Linked DNA regions of Mus musculus: regions 1, 3 and 4 are each linked to region 2. A link is a contact called in public HiChIP or PLAC-seq and promoter capture Hi-C data. All regions are on one chromosome and are shown on one strand. The core of a region is the stretch at or near the end of the contact, and the rest is flanking DNA. Distances in the headings are between cores, read along the strand shown.

Region 1 (3,028 bases), core at 9-2,508, 400 kb before region 2:
CCTTACAGGATGGCACCTAGGCAGTTTTCTTGGTCGATGTTTAGGCTCTTGCCATCAGTGCTATCCACTGACTTTGCACAGCCAGTGCTCCTTTCCCTCCAGCAGTGCAAAGCAACCCTCCCATCCCCGTTCTGTCCCTTCAACCCACTCGTTATGATAGCATAAACTCCTGCACCCAACTCACAAGTGAAAGCCAGACCTAACCAACAGCCGTGCTTGAAGCTCTTCTAGCCCAGGGCACAGACAGGAATGGTTCAGTGCACTGGTGACCTATGTGCCAAGGGTTGACAGAGCAAGCAAGGCCATGCTAGGAGGGAGGAGAGTTTGGGGGAGGGCTGCCTAATTGGCAGAGATCATCATTACAGGGATGGCCTGGATGCGACCTCATGCAGGGTCTGCTTTTATGCTTTTGGCTTCCACGGAAAGGAATCATCTCCTCCTCTTCCTGCTTGCATAGAGTCTTCAGAAGCCTCAGATTTCCAGCTACTGTAATGGGACTTCCAGATGTTTGCTCTTGCTCTTAAACAGTCAGTTGTTGCCTTCCCACTCAGATCTCTTAAGTCTGGCATTCTTGTGTAGAAACAAAACATTGTTGGGTTGAAAAGAAATTACTGTACTTGACGTGGATGCGTGCTTGCATGCATGCATACAGCTGTAGATCGGGTTCCTGGGATACTCACTGTCAGCCTCTCTTCTACTGCTGAACAGCCAAAATCTCTAGCCATTTCATCCCACATATATTTATTGGATGTAGCCAGCAGAGCTTCTGGCTAAAAAGCAGAAGTTTGAAACTTAAGCCTCGGCTTTCTTCTGTGTATCTCAGTTTTGAGCCCTAATTGTATCACTTACGAAAGAGAAGTTGTAGTGTTTAGGCCTCCATGAGCATTCATTAGTGTTAATATAGCTGTTCCAGAGTTTCTCTTACCTGTAGCTCTCAACTTTGGGTCAAAGCATCACCAAGTTTACTAGCCAGTGCAACATTAGGCCTGGGCCCTGTTGATCTTCTCTGTTTGACTTTGCAGGTGTAGAAGACATTTTGGTTAAGCCAAATGCAGATGTGGTGAGACAGCGTATCATTGAAGAATCTACCCAGTGTGGACCCCAGGTAAAGAGGAGGACTGGGAGGCTGTGGTCTGCTGTCCACCTTACAGAATAAAACCACGCCCTCCTTTGGCTAGAGCTTCCTGTTCCTTTCTTCGTTCTAGGCTGTCAAGGCTGCATTGAGCCTGCCAGAAACTGCATCATGTGATGAAATCCAAGGGAAATGGCAGGATGCCCATCTGAGCAAAGACCAGAGGGATTTTAACATGATTGATATGAAGTTCAAGGAGGAAGTGAACCATTACAGCAATGAGATTAACAAGGTTAGCCTGGCCATACAGTGCACAAATCCCCATCTTTTTGAATGCTGATTTCTGTTGGTTTGCTTTTAATTACATTTGATTCTCACCCTGAGCCTTTTAGATCAGCCCAACTAGGTGAAGTTTGAAGTTGGGTAGGTAGAATCCGTCTTTGTGAAGAGCTCACACAGAGTCTGGGAAGGCCTTGGTTTCATGCAAAAGAGGAACGCTTTGAGCAGCATTTCTAAATGTGTTTCCTTTGAAGTTGCTGCATTAAAGGGGCTGAAGAAAGAAGCCTGCCTGTAGAACCACTCCACTGTAGGTAGATGTACAGAATGAAAGGCAGAAGTCTCTGATGCTTGTGCAGCAGCACCAAGGGAATGCCTGGCCTCCTGTTGTACTTGGTCCTTGCTGTGTGACCTTAAGGAAGTCGTGTGCCTGGGCACTGAGTTGTTCTCACCGAGAAGCAGGCGTGTGAGGATGCTGAGCCCCTCCTCTGGCAGTCCTGGAGGAGATGGGACTCTGCATGGGTCAAGGTCACATGTGCTCTCCCTGTGCTCCAGAGCCTGGACTCCCCGTCTTGTGGTTTGGAGGAGCCACCAGCCAGGAGTCTGTCCTGAGCAAAGCAAGAACGAGGCTACTACTCAGCATCAGTCTGTCTGTGGATCCTCTCCCTGATGTTCAGTTGGTGGCCTAGAGAACAGCTCTCCTCAGTAGAAAGTTGTATTCAAGCCGGGCGTGGTGGTGCACGCCTTTAATCCCAGCACTCAGGAGGCAGAGGCAGGCGGATTTCTGAGTTCGAGGCCAGCCTGGTCTGCAGAGTGAGTTCCAGGACAGCCAGGGCTATACAGAGAAACCCTGTCTCGAAACCCCCCCCCCAAAAAGAAAGTTTTATTCAGAGGAGCCTTAGCACTGCCTGGGAAAGCAGGAGCCTTGCCCTCCAGAGCTGACAGCACATCTTAGAATAGATTCTTGTCCCGTGGCTCACTTCCTGCCCAGGCTCTGCCGCTCCTGTGCAGAGTTGGGTGTCTAGATCTCCAGACAAAGGCTGAAACAGATTCAGAACCCATGTCATTGTCCCCCAGGATCTCCCTGTGGGCTTCCTCACTTCTGCTGGCTTTTTGCTGAGGCAAGGCTCCCAACCCAGTGCTTGGTGTTGTGCTGGTGAGTGTGGACATTGGTAAAATGCTGGCTCTTTGGGGAAGCAAATGGTGCTTTCCTGTGCTGATTCATTAGTACCGTACCTTAGATTTTATTCTTTGTTTACATTTTTTTATTATCTTATTTTATATTCATTGATGTTTTGCCGACATGTTCTGTGTGAAAGTGTCAGATCCCCTGGAACTGGAGTTACAAGCAGCTGTGAACTGCCGTATAGGTGCTGGGAACTGAACCTGAGTCCTCTGGAATAACAGCCAGTGCTCTTAACCACTGAACTATCTTTCCAGCCCAGATTTTATTCTTATCAGTGTCTTATCTAGTCACTGTTCTATTGCTGTGAAGAGACACCATGACATGTAAGGCAGCTCTTATAAAGGAAAGCATATAATTGTGGGCTTGCTTACATTTTCAGTGGTTAGTCCGTTGTCATGACAGGGAGCATGGTGGCACGCAGGAGTCATGGTACTGGAGATGTAGCTGAGAGTTCTACATCCTGATCCATAGGCAGAGGCTTTTGAAACCTCCAG
Region 2 (2,735 bases), core at 142-2,641:
GGTAAGGCAGTCTGTTCCTTTACTTTCAATATAACAATTCCATCAAGCAGATGCACTTGATTCTGTCACTGCTCTAATAAGTTTCTGATGTTTACATTTTAAACTGAAAACTTGGAAAGCTATACTCTCAGGATCAGGCAAAACAAATCCCAAAGTTTAAGGCCAACTGAGCTACATAGTTAATTCAAGACTATCCTAGGCTACATGCCAGAAGGAAAGAAACAAGAGAAGGCTATGCACTATTAGACCCTCAAAAGCCTTGGTTCCTCTCATGGTCAGTTAAGCAAGTGGTCTGGACACCAGCAGTGCAGCTCCAATGTGGCTGAAATAGGGACTGGGTATGGGTGGGGAAAACTTACCTACGTGAGCACTTGTCTGCCTCATTGCCTATCAGAGACAGATGTTTTTAGTATGTCCACTAATAAGCAAACAAACGGAGGAGATTGGCTCAATTGGTGAGAAAGCTTACTGTCCAAGCATGAGTCCAAAACTCCAGCACCCGTGGAAAAAGCTGACAGTGGGCTCATGCCTATAGTCCTAGCCATGTGGGAAATGGAGACAGGAGGACCACTAGGGCTTGGTGGCTGTCAGCTGAATTACAGGTTAAGTGAGAGGCCCTATCTCAAAGGAACAGGTAGAGAATACAGACAAGAGCACCCAGTGTCGTCCTCTTGCCTATACACACACACTACAAAAACAAAATTAAGGAAACCTAGGCACATTTAGATTAAAGAGTCAACCAAGTGGCATATATTAACATGTCTTCTTTAATTCTGCCATAAAGAAATGTCATTTGTAGGGAAATGGTGAACCTAAAGATGTTAAGCGAATTCAGTATAATTTAGAAAGAGTAATCACCAATATTGCATGTTTTTCCCATATGTAGGACCTAGATTTTAAGTGTGTATGTGTGTGTGTGTGTGTGTGTGTGTGTGTGTGTGTGTGTAAGAGGGGAGAGAAGGGGAGAGAACTATAGGAGGCAAGGAGGGGGTCTAAAAGAAGATGGAGCAGAGGTGATGGAGATGACAAAATATTTCTCATGAGCAGAATCTAGCTTTAAAGACAGGAGCAAAGTAGATACACACAACACATAGACACACGCATATGATCTCATAGTGAAGTTTATTATACTAAAGGGCTAGGAAAAGAAAGTCAACATCTCTAGACTAATAGAATGCATTTTCAGTATTCGTGGATGACTCGAATTTTTAAAAATAATTTCCTGGTATTAGCTATATATACTCCTTCTTTCGTTCAGGTGATACCACAAAGTAAGAGGACCTCCAGCTCTACGGGCGCTCACAGATGAAGGTTCTCAAATTTCGAAAGCATCTCTGCTCCGCTGCGCCTGGCCCTACGCAACCGGAAAAAGGGCATCGGAGCCGGAAGCCGAGGTCGGCGGCCGGAAGTCATGGTCCGCAGCCGAAGGCCCTAATTCCGCGGCAGTTGTGGCGGTTACGGCGGTTCTGTACCCAGCATACGAATGGAGGCGGCCCAGGATCACGGGCCGGGGTTGTGCTGCAAGCCCGGCGGGCGTCTGGACATGAGCCACGGCTTCGTACACCACATCCGTCGGAACCAGCTCGATCGGTACCGCCCCGCCCCAGGCCCGGCCCGGCCCGATTCGGCCGGGTGACAGCGCCTGACTCCCGCTCGGCTCCCCGCAGGGACGACTACGACAAGAAGGTGAAGCAGGCGGCCAAGGAGAAGGCGAGGAGGCGCCACACGCCCGCGCCCACGCGGCCCCGCAAGCCAGACCTACAAGTGTACCTGCCGCGCCACCGAGGTGAGCCGCCGCCTGTCGCCCGCCCGCCCGCGGTCCCGCCCCCGGGCAAGCCCCTCTCTCTGCGTCAGGGCTCCTGCCCACCTGGCCCTTACAGCAGCCACTGCATCAATAGCAGCGCCCCCTGGGCCAGTGACCCCAGTTAAACTGCACTGTTATATAAGGTAGCTGGGACCCGGCCAGGAAACGCTGTCCACCAGTGTGATCTATCAGGCTGGGTTTTAATATTTCTGCCACCTGGAAGAGAAAGTGTGGCAGGGATTTAAAAAAAAAGAAAAGAAAAGAAAGATCAGTACATAAAATGAAACAAACCCAGTAAATGGCCTTTTCTTGGGCTTTCTGTGACCATGAACTCATGTTGACTAACATATGACACTAAGTTTGTGGGCTGTTCTTTACAGAGGGGTTAGATCTTGAGTACATTATTGAGTCCGTAGGACGCTGTTAAGCTGAGGACTCTTATGTCTGTTTCCCTAGCCAGAGAGGTGAATAAGGTGTCCAACATCACAGACCTAGTAAATGGCAGAGCCTGGATTTGAACTGAGGCAGAGCTCTGTCCATCCTTTCAGCAGCTTCCAGTGATATTTGCAGGAGACATATGCAGCTTATACTTACTTTTTAACAGATTGTGCTGGAGTGGAGGGAAGAAGTTAAAATCCTGATTGACAGCTACATACATAACACACACACACACACATACACACCCAGGGTCTGTTGGAAGCTTGGAGGCTTTCTTGGTGCTGTTTTTCTGATCATTTCTGTGGGCAGGGGTTTTAGCAGCATACCCCCTCTTCCCTCTCACTCTGGTTTGCCCTTACAGATGGCTCCACCCACCCCGTGAACCCAGACTGTGAGGAAGCCAGTGAAAGCAGCAGTAGTGGAAGCTCCGAGCTAGAGCCTCCTGGCCGCCAGCTCTTCTGTTTAGACTATGAGGCGGACAGTGGCGAGGTCA
Region 3 (2,938 bases), core at 382-2,881, 370 kb before region 2:
AACAAGACCCAGGACTACACAGTGGGAAGATCACCGTGAGCCACATTTGCTGTTGGGAATCCCAGGTGCCACCGTTGCTGTGCGTATGCTAGTGGCTAAGGAAACATTCCCAGGGGTTCCTGAAGATCCAGAAAGGGCATGAAACCTGCTCCATGTGCCTGTCCCTCCCTGCTGCAGCTACCAAAGGAGAGTCCTCAAAGAGGCTCCACTCAGGGCTGCTTTCCTGGGCCTGAGTCAATGGCACAAGGCCCCCGCCACACTGCCATTGCTGTATGGCTGCATACACCAGACCAGAACACTCCCACAGCCAAGACATCTCTCTGGGACCGCAGCAGCTCCCTACCCCACAGCCTAAAGTTTCCTACTGGGGCTATTCAGCAAGGCCACGTAGCTTGACCTTCCTGCCTCTACACTCAGCTGGATGTCAGAGCCCCTAGTCACCCCCAGGCCCTGTACTGTTGGGGTCTTTGAGCCATGCAGTCAGGTTCCCTGGCTGGACAGAAAAGACAGAGGCTTTATGAAGCCAGACCGTTTCTATTTTTGTCCACTGTTATTCCAGCGTGGGCTGAGTAATAAACATGGCTGGAACTGGCTGTTAGAAGATAATCAAGACTTAAGTTTTTAATCTTTCCCTTCATTTATGGTTTCTGCATCTGGTAATTAGTATTTTCTTGGCACAGATTTCAGGCTCCTCTTCCTACTTTTATCTGGCATTGTAAGGGCAGACTGTGCCCCCTGCCCCCAACTCCCAGTCTTCACCTCTGAATCCTACCCATGGCCAGAAGCACAGAACTGTGGAAGGCTGTGGGGAGAATTTGTGTTACCTTAGTCGGGTAAGAAGACTGCGGTGACTTCAGAAATGGGCTGGCCTAAAGGTTACCATGCCAGAAGAGATTCTGCAGTCTCCTTCAGGCTCATGATGGAACCTATCCTGTGTATACCCAAGAAAGCCAGCACCTCAAAACAGACTGCAGGACATGGCATAGAAGACTGTCACAGCCTCTAAGGGAAGCAGACAGAAGGGGTCCCAGAAAACCCTGCCCTGAGGACGCAGCCTGCAGGATAGATAGGGCATTCATTCTTTGGGTGAAAAGGCAGGGTGACTACTTACTCACTTTCTTCTTACACTAGAGTGGAGAGGGGATTCTTGTAGGAAATATCAAGGTAGTCTGGAAGCTGTGGCGTCCAGAGCCTAGGTGGGTGTGTGACTTCCTGCAGTCAATCTTACCTGGAACTGAAGAGCATAGAGCTAAAGGAGCAAACCCTGAATGTAAACATTAATGTGACCACACTTATGCCAGACCTCTGACCTGTACTGGAGCCTGGAGTGGTGGCATCCTTCCTCCACCCACCCACCCAGCTGTTTCACATTTAGCTTGGGTCTACTGTGCCTGTTTTGAAATAGCTTCAAAGAAAGAACATTTGCAGTCCTGAGAATATTCCCCAGCCTACTGCCGTAACATGACAGGGAGACCAACCTCAAAGGATTCTGAACAGAGAAACACCAAAGCAAGTGAGTAATCCTGTAAAAATAGCCCAGCAAAAAGGAAGTGAGCAGGCTCGAGATCAGAAACAATAAGTATGCTCTCTCCTACTTACCTCCCTGGGGTGGAGTCGTAAACCACCACCACCCCTTCAGCACTAAAGATTGAGCCCGGGGCTGCATGTGCGAGATGAGTGTTCTGCTCTACCCTCCCCAGCACCTGCGGAACATTTTAGAAAGCTGATTATAGAACCGCACTCCAGGATTGAGATAAGAGTGGCCTTGGGTACACCCCGGATATGAAATGAGCTTCAGAAAAGAGTATACAGCAAGAGTCAAACCACAAGCTTAGTTCACCCGCAGTACTGTGACTTAAAGCTAACTTCACTTGAGTGTGAGGTGATGTGGGAAGTAAGTCACTGGCCCTCAGTCCTCCAGTGAGCTCTAAATAGCTAATGTCTGCAGGGACTCTAGAGATTGCTCAAAGGAAGCTGCAGTGATCTAACACACATGAGGCCTGGCAGAAGATAGGTGCCAGGAAGCTCCTGAGTCAGCACATTATGGAAGCTGCCTGTGCACCTTTCAGAGTTCCTCCCAGGAGGATAGCAACAGGACCAAAGGGAGGGGATGCTTGGCCAGCCAGTAGAAGTTTCCATCAAAACAGTGATGCTTTGACTTGGAGACATGCGCCTGTAGTTCCAGCACTTGGGAGGCTGAGGCAGGAGGACCTCAAGTTTAACAACCTCCTGGTCTCCATAATGAAATCAAGACCATCTTGACAAAGAAAGAACCCAGGGCTGGGGGTCCAGCTCTGGGAGAGTCTCTTTCCAAGGGCCTGGGCCCAGCCCCAGTACAGCAAATTAAAAAGACCCAGATGTCCAGAGACACTCATCCTTCTGGTTCTCCAGGTGCCTCTGTCCTGTGAGTGCCAGGGAGGCTGAGTGCAGGTCTGAGGTGTCACTGAAGGCTCTGCGGTGTTCTGTATGAATCAGTGGTATTTGCTGCCACTTCCCTGTACCCAAATCTCACACAAAGTGCCCACTCCCAGTTTCCTCCCATCCTGCATCCATCCCACTCCAATCTCCACTTGTGCGAACCATACAGACCCTATTCTCATGGAGCTAGCAATGCAGCATTCCAAACATCTCACCAGGCAATTCTGCCTTATTTCTAGCCAAAGGTTATGGTACCCAGAGGGCATGTGAACACACACCATATACTTATCCAGGTAGGACCAAACTGCTGGTTTCATGGGGAGGAAAGAGAATAGCTGAGTGCATGCTCAGAGGCCAGAAGAGGAAGCTGGGAAAAAATCATGACTCAGTCACTGCTTCCCCACCGCAGTTTGCGCTCCTCCACACCTCCCACTTCCTGGCTTCATCGTGAACATACAGATGCCTCATCCTGGCCCAGCCACATGTGCCTCTATATTTCTAGCAAGTTTGAGTATCTATA
Region 4 (3,100 bases), core at 349-2,848, 270 kb after region 2:
AGCAGGGTCTATGGAAAAAACAAGATGATCTTAAAATTCTCAAAGCTCACAGGCAGATGAGTGACAGATAGCTGTCCATGAACAAAGAACTTAGGGTCCTGGAAATCCCAGTCCCCTCTTACCTTTCGTTTGTTGTGGTAAGCAATATAGAGGACAGCAACAAGAACAGCAGCGGTCACTAGATATGCAAAGAAGTGGCTGCTCTCTGCACTGGTGTTTCCAGAACTGTCCTTATAAAGATCATCCTTCTCATTCTTCATAGAGTCTGTAAGTGTCCCCTCTTGGTTCTCACTGGAGGAAGGGCCCGGCACCTTTTCATTCTCTTCTTCAAGTGGTGAGCCTTCTTCCGGCTCTGTGTCACCCTCTTCAATCTCCTTGGTTTCCACGTCTTCAGTAGGCTCTGAAGACTTATCTCCTTTCTCTGGCTTTAAAGAGAAGTCAGAGTCCCCTGCCAGTGTTTCCCCAGATTCAGTTTTGGAAGTAAGTGTTGGTTTTTGTCCTTTTTCAGTTGGCTGGACTTTGTCAGTCTTCGAAGTCTCCGTATCTGGGGAGATTTTGGAGGTGGGCTTGTCCAAATCAACTTTCGTGGACTTGCCAGAATCATCTTCTGTGGCCTTATTCGAACCAGCTTCTGTGGGCTTGCCAGAATCACCTCCTGTGGGCTTGCCAGAATTACCTCCTGTGGGCTTGCCTGAATCTTCTGTGGAGCTCTGATCAGACTTTTCCAGTTTGGGGTTGACTGGTGAGAGGGGCCGCGCAGTTTCGTTCAACTCGGCATCCGTTTTCTCGGGCTGCCTTCTGGAATCACCCAAACTGTGATCGGTCGCGGCGGTCCGCGGCCCAGATTCCGCCTTACTGGAAACTGCTGCCAAAGTCGTCTTGTCCTGGTCTTTTTTATCTGACTTCTGCCCCTGACCGTCGGTCGGCCTTGTAGTCTTTACCTGGTTAGAAGAAGGCAGGGGAGTGGAGGACTGTTTGGAAGGCTGATTCGGAGGATTCTGAGAGTCACCTGAGTCGGCGTCTCTCTTATAAACGGACGGCAGAGCTCCTGAAACAAACAGAAAAAACAAAAAACAAAAAACAGTAAGTCCTCGGAAGAAGAGAAGCGGGCTTGACTTCTGAGAGCCTAGCGGGGATGGCCGAATGGGAAAGCGGAGATGGCTAGAGCAGGGTCGGGCCAGACAAGAAAGACGCCGGCTCCCGTAGCGACCCACCAAGGTGAGGAATGGGGAACCTAAAGGGGAGAGTGAGCTGGGCTGGGGTGGGGGTCCTTACTCGCCACCGCGACACTCAGCAGGAGCAACGCAACCTGGAACCGCATCCTGCAGTCTGCGCTTCCGCCCTCTGATGACGTGAGAGCGGCGCACGAGATTTTCCCGAGCGTGGCCCCTCCCTTTCCGGCGGACTGTTTCTCTTCCGGCGCAGCCCCGCCTTAGGGGTGGGGCTACCGGGCGACAGCAGCCGTTGTCTGTGTGTTCCGGTAGAGTGCCGGAAGTCAAGTCCAGCTCTTTATTCCCCCCCAAGTCCCTTCTGTTTCTCAGCAGTCTGCGGGGCTCGGCGATCTCGTTCTTGTTCACTTGGCCTCGTTTTTCGGAAGCTGTTGCGACCGGCAGGTGCTGCGTCGCCTTCGCTGCTTATGATGTAGGGTCGTGGGGCCGGGCGCCTCTTTGTCGCATCCTCTGCTCGTGTTTCCAACCTCTCCGTTGCCGATGCTGCTTTCTCACTTCACAAACAAATGTACTCTCTTCAGCACTTGCCCATCTAGAAGCAAACACATTTCATCCTGATCCTAATCCCTTTCTTGGCTGTATCCAGGGCCCTCTGAATTTACCAAGGTTTTTGATTTCTTGTTTGTTCTTCTGAATTTCTATGTGTTTGAAACCATATTGCTATGTGGGCACCTGCTGCCTCCTGAGTGTTTGGGATTACAGGTGCCTCACCACGCCCCTGTTGGGCTATTTATTTATTTAAGAAATAAAATATCAAAGATTTACTATTTTTATTTGTGTATGTGTGTCTGCCACCTGTGTGTAGGTGCTCTTGGAGGCTAGATGAGGGCATCAGATGCCCTAGAGCTAGAGCTTCAAGCGTTTCAAACTCTGTGGGTGTTGGAAACTGAACTCTGTTCCTGTGGGAGAGCAACAAGCCCTGAGCCATCTCTCCAATCCAGGAAGTAAGGTACTTTGTTACTCAAACAGGAAGACCTTGAGTTTCTGATCTTCCTACTGGACTACTGGCTTGTGTCTCCAATTTATGTGGTACTAGCAATCAAATCGTGGTTCTATGCACACTAGACAAACACTCTTGTCTCATTCACCACATATATATTCTTTTTCTTTCCAAGACAGGGTTCTTCTGTTTAACAGAACTCGCTCTGTAGACCAGGCTAGCCTTGCAATCACAGAGATCCACCTACCTCTGCCTCTTGAGTGCTGGGGTTAAAGACATGCACCACCACACCACACAAGCAACACATTCTTTTTTTTTTTTTTAAGGTTTATTTTATTTATTATATGTGAGTACACTGTAGCTGTCACCAGACACTGGAAGAGGGAATCAGGTCTTGTTACAGATGATTGTGAGCCACCATATGGTTGCTGGGATTTGAGCTCAGTACCTCTGGAAGAGCAGTCAGTGGTGCTCTTAACTGCTGAGTTATCACTCCAGCCCAAGCAACACATTCTTATAATGCAAACAACAAAATAGAATTTTAAAAGAAATATACTTAAAAAAACTTTTTTTAGAGAGCCAGGTGATGGTGGGACACAACATTAGTCCCAGCACACAGGAGGCAGAGGCAGGCAAATCTCTGAATCAGGCCAGCCTGATCTACAGAGTGAGTTCCAGGATAGCCAGGGTTACACAGAGAAACTCTGTCTTGAAAAACAACAGCAACAGACATCTTTAGTGTCTAGGGAGATGGTTCAGTGCTTAAGAACACTGACTACTCTTCCGGAGGACCCACATTCCATTCCTGGAGCCCACAAGCCACCCGACAACGGTCTATAATTCCAGTTTCAGGAGACCTGACATCGTCTTTTGGCCCACAGTCACTGCACACATGAGGTGTAGAGACATACATGTCAGTAAAACATACACC

What was found. Promoter capture Hi-C pulls out the DNA fragments that hold promoters and counts their contacts. HiChIP or PLAC-seq counts read pairs in DNA pulled down with a chosen protein or histone mark. Capture Hi-C pulls out chosen DNA fragments and counts their contacts.
Region 1: a promoter capture Hi-C map of hippocampal neurons shows a contact between it and region 2, with 2.5 times the contacts expected there. The contact joins the enhancer-like site here to the promoter of 0610030E20Rik in region 2. A contact is called at or near these places in 4 of 39 promoter capture datasets (the 3T3-L1 cell line, cranial neural crest, embryonic stem cells and 1 more), 2 of 484 Hi-C or Micro-C datasets (both in embryonic stem cells), 2 of 115 datasets of contacts at active chromatin or transcription factors (bone marrow-derived macrophages and epiblast stem cells) and 2 of 9 other capture datasets (liver and pancreatic islet).
Region 3: a contact with region 2 is called in an H3K4me3 HiChIP or PLAC-seq map of bone marrow-derived macrophages, with 2.9 times the contacts expected there. The contact joins the enhancer-like site here to the promoter of 0610030E20Rik in region 2. A contact is called at or near these places in 3 of 39 promoter capture datasets (3T3-L1-derived adipocytes, cranial neural crest and hippocampal neurons), 2 of 115 datasets of contacts at active chromatin or transcription factors (bone marrow-derived macrophages and pancreatic cancer cells) and 2 of 9 other capture datasets (adipose tissue and liver).
Region 4: a promoter capture Hi-C map of liver shows a contact between it and region 2, with 2.9 times the contacts expected there. The contact joins the promoter of Tgoln1 here to the promoter of 0610030E20Rik in region 2. A contact is called at or near these places in 1 of 39 promoter capture datasets (liver), 7 of 484 Hi-C or Micro-C datasets (B cells, CD4 T cells, Sertoli cells and 4 more), 6 of 115 datasets of contacts at active chromatin or transcription factors (the SCID.adh cell line, double positive thymocytes, effector CD8 T cells and 3 more) and 3 of 9 other capture datasets (adipose tissue, liver and pancreatic islet).

Annotation. Positions count from the first base shown.
Region 1 is chr6:71,949,558-71,952,585 of GRCm38.p6, forward strand. Polr1a (polymerase (RNA) I polypeptide A) reads left to right here. Exons shown (of 34, transcript NM_009088.3): 17 at 1,023-1,105; 18 at 1,206-1,364. Among named protein-coding and RNA genes, the nearest start is that of Gm26628, 13 kb to the right of the region's middle. Within about 2 kb of position 1,259, at least 43 of the 459 cell types and tissues checked have an H3K27ac peak or open chromatin away from gene starts, as enhancers often do. A contact at or near this core is called in bone marrow-derived macrophages and liver, where this site is marked.
Region 2 is chr6:72,345,926-72,348,660 of GRCm38.p6, forward strand. 0610030E20Rik (RIKEN cDNA 0610030E20 gene) reads left to right here and starts at 1,392. Exons shown (of 4, transcript NM_026696.1): 1 at 1,392-1,590; 2 at 1,668-1,786; 3 at 2,604-2,735. The coding sequence starts at 1,484.
Region 3 is chr6:71,978,755-71,981,692 of GRCm38.p6, forward strand. Polr1a (polymerase (RNA) I polypeptide A) reads left to right here. Exons shown (of 34, transcript NM_009088.3): 34 at 1-606. Among named protein-coding and RNA genes, the nearest start is that of Gm26628, 16 kb to the left of the region's middle. Within about 2 kb of position 1,632, at least 153 of the 459 cell types and tissues checked have an H3K27ac peak or open chromatin away from gene starts, as enhancers often do. A contact at or near this core is called in adipose tissue, bone marrow-derived macrophages, hippocampal neurons and 2 more, where this site is marked.
Region 4 is chr6:72,615,402-72,618,501 of GRCm38.p6, forward strand. Tgoln1 (trans-golgi network protein) reads right to left here and starts at 1,599. Exons shown (of 4, transcript NM_009443.3): 1 at 1,276-1,599; 2 at 123-1,048. The coding sequence starts at 1,321.